2 separate regions of the Nomascus leucogenys genome follow, and region 1 is linked to region 2. The links are chromatin contacts, called in public Hi-C maps. All regions are on one chromosome and are shown on one strand. Each heading gives the region's core, a stretch centred on a gene start, on an enhancer-like site or on the middle of the called end of the contact. The rest is flanking DNA. Distances are from core to core; before and after follow the strand shown. Region 1 has its middle 20 kb from the start of ZFP36L1. Region 2 overlaps RAD51B (DNA repair protein RAD51 homolog 2).

Region 1 (4,259 bases), core at 1,026-3,525, 550 kb before region 2:
TTGTTCGGAGAGATGGCCACTGGAGGGCAGTGTGGCCACGTCCATCGGGCTGCCTCCGAGGGCTTCCGGGCGAGAGCGGCCGCGGGAGGCCGGGAATGAAGCCATAGCGAGAATCTCGCCCCACGCCGCAGCCTCCTGCAGCAGCGTCGGCTCGCCGGCCCCTTGCGTTCCGAGCCGCCCAGGTTGCTCAGCCGCTGCAGCCCCGGCCCCTGTTGTCTTCCCCGGGCTGCCTCGCGCCTCCAGCTCCCCTCGCGGGCCGGGCCTGGTGTGCGCGTCTGGATGGCCTCGGGCCTGGAAGGTTTGCGAGGCCCCGGGAACCGCAGACCGCGCCGGGGAGGAGATCCCGGCAGGTCGGCCGGGGCAGAGCGCCAAGGAGGACGGCGGAACCTTGTCTGCTTCGCGGGAGGCCAAGGGCAGCCCTCCCGCGTGATCCGCGCGCTGCAGAGCGCGTCGGCCATCTTGGCCTCGCCCAGGCCCCGCGCCCGGCCCGGCTTGGTGCTCGCTCGCGGCGGAGCGGACGCCGGGGTGGCGACGGGAGAGCCAGACCGCGAAGCTCGGCCGCGGGAGTGCGTGGGCGTCGCAGAAGCCCAGGAGAGCCCTGGACCTTGGTAGCTTCCCGGGGGTGCTGGGAAACGCCACTCCAGTAGCCGCCGGGAAGGCAGGCCTGAGCCTCCGAGCCTCCGAGCCTCAAGTGAATCGGGTGGCGCCAGTCGCCCTCCTTCTTTTTGCCCCATATTCAAAGAGCAGAAAGTCAGAGGACGTTAAAGTAGGTCACAGCGGTCAGCAGGTTTTTGTGGGGCAGGCAAGTGGCAGGGTCCAAGACCAGGCGTAGTATCTGGTTGCCTAAGATGCTTGGGCAACTCCTTCACCGGGTACACCAATCTCCGAGCCAGAGGTCAGGGACTGGCCCCGAGGAGCTGGCTCCAGGCGGCCGATGCATTCCAGTCCCTGACCATCATGAGGACTTGAGATGCCATTCTGAGGAGCCCCGGGCCCCACCACGCCTGTTGCCTCTGTCTAGCTTAGTTCACACATGGATGCTGTCTCTCTGGTATTTCTCAGGTTCCAGAACATCTGTTCATCTTACCAGTCCTTCAAGGTTCAGCTTAAAGATCAGCTCCACCAGGAAGCCTTCCTGGATTTCTCCTCTTAGTTTCCAACAGATTCCGTCTCTTCCCTTCTCTGCCCACCTTGAGTAGCAGTAGCTGCAGACTCTCCTGTTTTTTCCTTAGTCTTTGTTGCTGCATCCTCTCTCACTGAATTGTTGAATTGTGAGACCCTGTGAGGGTCAGCACCCTGTGATACTGGCCAGGAAAGGGTTGTTGCAAGGGGATCATAGGATTGTTGAATGGGTTTTGATATGGAATTTGATGTTGGAAATCAGGTTCCCAAATGTTTTCAACCTTGGGTAAAGGAACATGTAATGGTGTTTTTTAAGGCTGTCATGGAATCCTTTTGTGTGTTTAATTGCTTTGTTATTTTAGTAGAAATGTCAGGGTGTTGGGGGAACAAAAGCCATGGGTCTGAGCCCAAGCAAGAAGGCAACCACTGAGCCCGTGCTGGATGCTTCCTCTGCGTGGCCTCAGGGTCAGGGCCTGTCAGATGGGATGGCAGGCAGCGGGTCCAGCCCCAGGGTCCAACCAAGGAAGCTCCTGGGGCCTTGGCCGGGCTTGAGGCTGTGATTTCAGACTCCTCGCTGGTCTAGGTCGATATTTCAGAGGAGGCAAAAGAGAAAGTGCCTTGACAGCCTTGGAGAAGCCTGGGAGCTAAAGGAGAGATCCTTGCTTTTTCCTTTTAAAATAATAAGCCAAACGTTCTCCCATGAAGGACTCCAGAAAACCCCGTTCATGCCTCACCCACAGATGATTTGCTGAATGCTCATTAAGGGGAAAACAAAGAGGTGGTTTTGTTTATTTATTTAAAAGAAAAATAAATGAGCTGTGACAAAACAATTTGAAACCAGGCCCCTCTGAGACCTGGGCTTTCACTTCCTTGATGGGAAGTAAAACAGAGAATCGAATCCCCCTCCAAATAAAAGTGAAGTTAATAATCAGACAGCTCGAGCCCTGGCCACATCCTGTCACCCCCCTCCCTCCCTGGGCTCTCTGTTTATAGCTGCCGAGTGCTTTCCCTCCAGAGCCCAAGCTGGCTTAACCCTTTCCTCCCCATACAGGGAAGCCCAACCCTGCTCTGAGACTGGAGGTGGGCTCCTCACACCCGCTGGTGCTGGCCTAACCTCAGCAAGCGGTGGCTCTCCCCAGGCCTGCCGGCATGGGCCTGTGTCCCCCACAGGGCAGCCAGCTTGGATTTGAGTGATATTCTCTGCTTGTCCTGCACAAAGCCTGAAAGTGTCACCTTTCCTCTCCACACCTGCAAGGGAAGACTAGGCCAACCCATTCCCATTCCAGACTCCATGCAGCTTCTATAACCTGGTGGGCTCCGGAAAGCTGCATCCTGACAGAAAGAGGCACAAATCTTTGGGGTTTCTGGTCTATGCTGAAAGCAGCACTCTGTGCATGTCTCTGGGCTACTTTCTGTGAAAACTCCACTTCCTTCAAATGCCTTCCATTGTAGTAGCATGTTGATTTCTTCCAGAACCCCATGGGGTCAATAGTAGCACATCCCCGTGGGCAGAGGAGGGCCCCTTGCTAAATTAATTTTGAGTTCTCTACTGTTCTAAGCAGCGACTCTTTATAGGGCCATAGTTATCCTCATTTTACAGAGGAGGAAACAGGGGTTAAGTACTTTGCCCAATGTTACAGAGCTAATACATAGCAGAGCTAGGATTTGAACCCAGGCATTCTGGCCCTGGCATGCCCTTAGCCGTTGCACTCAAGGTTTAGCAGCCAGAGATTGCTCTCTTCTCTGGAGCCAGGGGGCTTTCAGAAGCTTAGGATAATCTTATGAATGCATTGTGAAGGTCTCAAAGCCCGAGGATCTTTTGAGAACATTCTTGAGCTTTGTCTTGGGCTCTCCGGCCTCCTTTCTTGTTTCCTCCTATGGGAGAAGAGGGAGCAGGTGGAGCCAGTGCAGGGCTCCATCCATTCTCCTCCAGGATCAGCAGGGTCAAGATGTGGCTGGATGTGAATCCTCCATCCCTTCATCTGGTTGGCACACTTAGAGCAAGAACCCAAAGACTTGGTGTGGCAGCTCTGACAGTGGTCTGGATGACCTTCTGCTTAGGTTCCCTTGTCTCCTCCAGTCTTGTCACCCAAAGTCCCAAATACCCTCTTCGGGCTGAAGCTTGTCAGCAGGAGGCCACCCACACAGTAGCCTGGAGCGTGAACTGGCTGTGCAGACCACCTGCCTCTCCTGGGAGTCCTGCGTGCCATGGCTCCTTGATTTCTTCCTAGAACTGTATCTCTTGCCTGGCCACCTTTGCACAGCCATTTGGCAGGGCCTTTGCAGCAGTGAAGGTATGTTGTGGTGTACAAAGGCCTTCAGAGACCGCTTGCCTGAGACTCAGCTCCTTTTTGGGAGATGTTGCCAAGCCCAGGGTCTGCTGTCTGTCTAGAGGACCCTGAACCCCATCTTTGGGAAGGGTTAGTCTGCTGCAGGTCTGCTTTCTGGGGGTGCATTTTGACATTCAAAGCCATGGACCAGAGTGGGCAGTGCCTTACTCTTCATTTTCCAAGTAATTCTTCAACTAGAGAGAGCTGTGGTGGCTCTGTGCCAACTGCCCTGTTCTTTCCAGAGCCTGGGCAGCTCCTCTGGCTGGGGGGCGCTGAGCACAGCCATGGCTTCTGTGACACTTGAAGGGGCTGACACCCAGCAGGGTACCTGGCCCAAAGGGGTTTCAGAGGATGTGTGCCTTGATTTTTATTTAATTTAAATGTTTAAGAAAAGCATTCAAATTCAGAGTGTTCACGATGGGGTGGCTCTACTGTGGTCCTCTCAGAGGCTTAACAGCCACAAAAAAGCCACGTATTAGACCCACCTTGTTACAGTTCTTACTGTGCTAGGCACTCGACACACTGATCTCATTCACCCTCACGCCCTGGGAAATGGGGGATATGTAAGTATCCCCATTTTCCTGTTGTGAAAAGTAAGGTTAGAAAGGTTGAGTAGCTTGCCTACCCTGCTATGATGGCTTTCTGCTGAGGAAATAAAAAAAAAGTTCATTGTGCTTTAAAAATACATTGAAACCAATTTTAAAGTAATTTTTGCTGAGCTCAAAAGCAGTGTCAAAATGGACATCAGTCCTTCTGCCTGTACTCTTCCAGCCCAAGAGGCCCAGAGGGGCAGGACCCCACTCTTGG
Region 2 (4,172 bases), core at 78-2,577:
TTGTAGAGAAAATTCCAACCCAGGGAGATGTGACTTGGAATTCTATTAACCTCCTAAACAAACTGGGTCAGGGGGCAGGTGAAAATCCCACATCCATGAATATAAATTTCAACTGCACCTGGTAAAAACCTTAAGTGGGGCATGGGGATGTGTTGTTTACCTTTCTTTACTACCAGATCAGAACATTTTCTGCATCTGATTAAACAAACTCTGCCTTGGGGTGGTAGGGTGGGTGAGAAGAGGGGAAAGGAATGCCTCCCAAGGTAGCGGGTGACAGGGGCTACAAGGGCAACCTTCCCTCTCTCATGCCAATATCTCAGGTCCCCTCAGCCATTTAATGATACTGCCCCAGACACAAAACAACAAAAGGCAGACCTTGTTCTTAAACCTTAGATGCTAAATCCTCATGCCTTCTCCTCTTTCCACACTGCTACTCTTTCCTCCTATTCTGTCTACAACATCACAAATACACGTGTGTGCACACACACACATGCTGCAACATTCACATGGAACAATACACAGTAAACGTTCCTACAAGGTGAAGGTACTCTAGGGAAAAAGGGCTATTATCCATCCAGTAGAGGTTACTCCTATTTACAAACTCTACCAACCCCATGGCTAGTATGGCTTTGAGCCCTGCATTTACTAGTGCAAACAGTCTCACCCAGGAACTCTCTCTCAGCCCCCTTCCCTGCCTGACCCGGAGTCCCCGGCCTACTGTGTCCTGCCGCAGATTTCCTTGCTCCTCTGTCGAACCTCACAAGTTCCTTCTGTCTCACCTCTTTTCTTCTCACAAAATCCTGTAACAACCCTATACCTGTTACTGGTTTGGGGGCAAGGGGTGAATATGAGTCCCAGTTCTGCTCACTTTGGGATAAACAGGGATTTTAAAATACCTAATATAGAGGGTTACATCTTACACAGGGATTGTATTCTAGAGTTGGCATGTAAGGCAAATTTTACATAGTCAAAATTACCCTGGAAAATCCCTTAAACCTCCCAATACAAAATATATGGTTTTGTAGTTGCAACGCTGCACAGTATATGGGTATATAGTAATATGAATAGCATAAAATTAAAAGTACAAGTGCAAGATACAATTCTGGAGTATTTTTAATTATATACAAGAAAGAGAGAGTGCATAGTTGAACTTGAATACATTAAACGGGGCGCTGATGCTACTCTTCTGTATCTTTCACCTCAACTCCCACAGTCTTTTCGCACACATCTAAATAGGCTTAAGGGCTCCATTTACATGAAAAGACAGACAGCTCCGGGAACCTTTGAGGCCTGCTCTTAAGATACACAATCACCACAAAAGGAAAAGGGAGAGCATTCTTTCACACAGATCTCTTTTCCTGTTTTTGCCTTGTGGCAGGAACAAAAGAAGATTTCTGAAAGAGAAAGCTGGTAAAAACTGCAGGCCAATAACTTCTACACTAGGCTGTGAAAGATGCCCAATTTCAAAATGCTTCCTTAAGCTGCAACATCCACAGCACACAGCCTTGAGGAGGTGCAAGGGTCTTCGTGACCAATTGCCCTAAAGTCTTTGAAGGATATGAGACCTTAAGAAAAAGCTGATTCTATGAAATCACGCAGAATGAATTAAAAGGAGCATTCTAGCCCAAGTCTGAGATAAAACAAAGGTTAGATTAGGCATTTCAGAACTAGTGGAAGATTAACAATTGTTGTGAATATACTTAATGTACTTACTGTTTTTTAAGACCTTATTATCTAAGTATATCTTCAAATATGGCATCAGGTAATTGTTTATGTTAGCTGTTGAATGTTCCTCTAAATGTGAGAAAATCAGCTTATAGCATGATGGAGTGCAGAAAACGCTACCCCCAAATATGGAACCTTGGCACACTGAGTATTAAGCTGAAGGAAGTTAAGAAAACTGCAGAAGAAAAAGGTCTCTCTGACCTTCTCTCTTGAAGACCCTCATGAGACAGGTGTCTTGTACTATATCCGGAGGGATGGAATGTTAAACACAGAGGCCAAGAAGAAACTAAACAAACAGGCTTTGCTAAGATCCCCCTAGTTTATCATCATTAGGTCATACCTGCTTTTCGTCCAACTATACTTCTACATGACTGTCCATGCTTCATCAAACCTAACCATAAAAATACAGCTTTTCTTGGGTCTGGATCTTAATTTCTGAAGGCTCCTGCATCATGTAAAACTTTGGTTAAATAAATGTGCTATGCTTTTCTCTTGTTAATCTCCTTTGTTATAGAGGTGTCAGCCATGAAACTTGTGAGGTAAAGACATTACTCCCCTACTATCTGTACCCCCGCTATCTTCCCCTCTCCCCACATACACACACACACACACACACACACACACACACACACACACACACACACGGTCTCTCAGCCACACTGGCCCTCTTTTTGTTCTGGGATACTCTAAGCTTGCTCCTATCCCAGAGCCTTTGCACCAGATATTTCTTTCTATTTGAATATGTTTTCCTCACTTTTCCCAAGACCCATGGGGATGCTTCTCATGACGTAGGTCTCAGCTAATGCAAGTCCTCCTCATAGAGGCCTCCTCTGATCACCCATTTTATAGCAGCCAGTCTCCACACCCCCCCATGATCACTTTCCTTAGTTTTATTTCCCTGGTCAAATATATCACCACCCGAAAATACCTTATTTATTTGTTATTTTGTGTATTATCTTAATTCTTCCACTGGAATGAAAGCTCCTTGAGGACAGGACCTCTGTCTTTTTCACCACTTTCTCAATGCCCAACACATGCCTGGCCCAGAGTAGATACCCCATAAATATATAATGAGGGAATAAATGACTCTCAGGCAAAACAGTGATATAGCCATAGCCATATCGCTGCTTGGTCCACAGTATCATGGTCAAGACACCATGCTTAACTGGTGCCTGCTACATAAGCACTAGAAAAGGGGCTAGGGAGGGAAATAAAGCATCATGAGCTCAACTTGCAGATCTGTGCTGACCCTTAATCTGCTATCTATCTTGCTTTGGGATCATACGAAATTATGGCCATTTATAACCACATGTGGCAGATTACCACTGGCTTTACAGTTAACCTTGTCTAATTCTTCTTCAGTCTCTAAAAAAAGATAAATGCCATCTTGTTAAATTACACATGATAACCTAGCAAAAACGTCTGAGTACTTTATTTGTGCTCTGAGAGCTTTTAAATCATCCTCCCTTGTTTGCATCTCGTTCAAGAACAGGGGTCATGACAGGACAGAGCTTTGTGGAAGCTGGCACTGGAGGCTAGACTTCAGCAGCAGGAATTTGCAGAGCCTCATTCACTGACATGTCTCACAAATATGTCTGAGCAGCTTCTTTCAAGCCCACCTGCCACTGGCAAATTCTCCCCTTAGTTTCTGCCCATGACTCAGTTGCTTAATTCTAGTCTAGTTAACCTTGACTAGGGACAGGTCACTCCGGTCTGAAAAATGACTACTTAGGCCAATGGCAGTGGAGGCTCCAGAATTTTTACACAGGAAGGCTCCTGCTTTTGATATTCTAGAAGATTCTTCTTTCTTTGCAGTAACTTTCTTGTCATCTGAGCTGGCTTGAGTGGGTGTTCATTCCTTAAGACCTCAAAAGTCTAAGTTAATACCAATGTGTGACAGAGGAAGAATAATGCTCTCTAGTAAACTATCTCATGGGGATGGTCATGACCTGCCCCCAAATAACAGGCAGTCTGTGGGAAGTCCTTGAGTGGCAATGTTGGAAAAGGCGCAGTGTTCATTAGTGTTCATTGTTTGATACCTTACATACGCACACACACACACCTCGTTTTATTAGTCATGAACCCAGCATCTTTAAGTTTTATTAAGACACAAAAACCATAGCAACGTCCCACGGTTACACTAACATATTACTAGTTAAAGAGATATGTTTCTGGAATAAGAAAAATCAACCAAAACCAATAAAAACTTGGTTTCAAATTGTGTGTGAGTGTGTGTGTGTGTGTGTATACAGACAGGGTCTCCCAGGCTGGAGTGCACTGGCATGTGCAATCATGGCTCACTACAACCTCAACCTTGCAGGCTCAAGTGATCCTCCTGCCTCAGCCTCTTGAGTAGCTGGGACTATAAGTGAACACCACCATGCCCGGCTAATGTTTTACTGTTCGTAGTGACAGGGTCTCACTATATTGTCCAGGCTGGTCTCGAA

The links. A called contact is a pair of places that touch in the nucleus more often than the background predicts.
Region 1: a Hi-C map of a lymphoblastoid cell line shows a contact between it and region 2, with 4 times the contacts expected there. The contact joins two enhancer-like sites. A contact is called at or near these places in 3 of 4 Hi-C or Micro-C datasets (a lymphoblastoid cell line and an unstated tissue).

What each region holds. Positions count from the first base shown.
Region 1 is chr1a:85,818,592-85,822,850 of Asia_NLE_v1, reverse strand. No RefSeq gene overlaps it. Among named protein-coding and RNA genes, the nearest start is that of ZFP36L1, 20 kb to the right of the region's middle. Within about 2 kb of position 2,275, the one cell type or tissue checked has an H3K27ac peak away from gene starts, as active enhancers do. A contact at or near this core is called in a lymphoblastoid cell line, where this site is marked.
Region 2 is chr1a:85,263,271-85,267,442 of Asia_NLE_v1, reverse strand. The region is part of intron 7 of RAD51B (DNA repair protein RAD51 homolog 2); the gene reads right to left. Among named protein-coding and RNA genes, the nearest start is that of RAD51B, 440 kb to the right of the region's middle. Within about 2 kb of position 1,327, the one cell type or tissue checked has an H3K27ac peak away from gene starts, as active enhancers do. A contact at or near this core is called in a lymphoblastoid cell line, where this site is marked.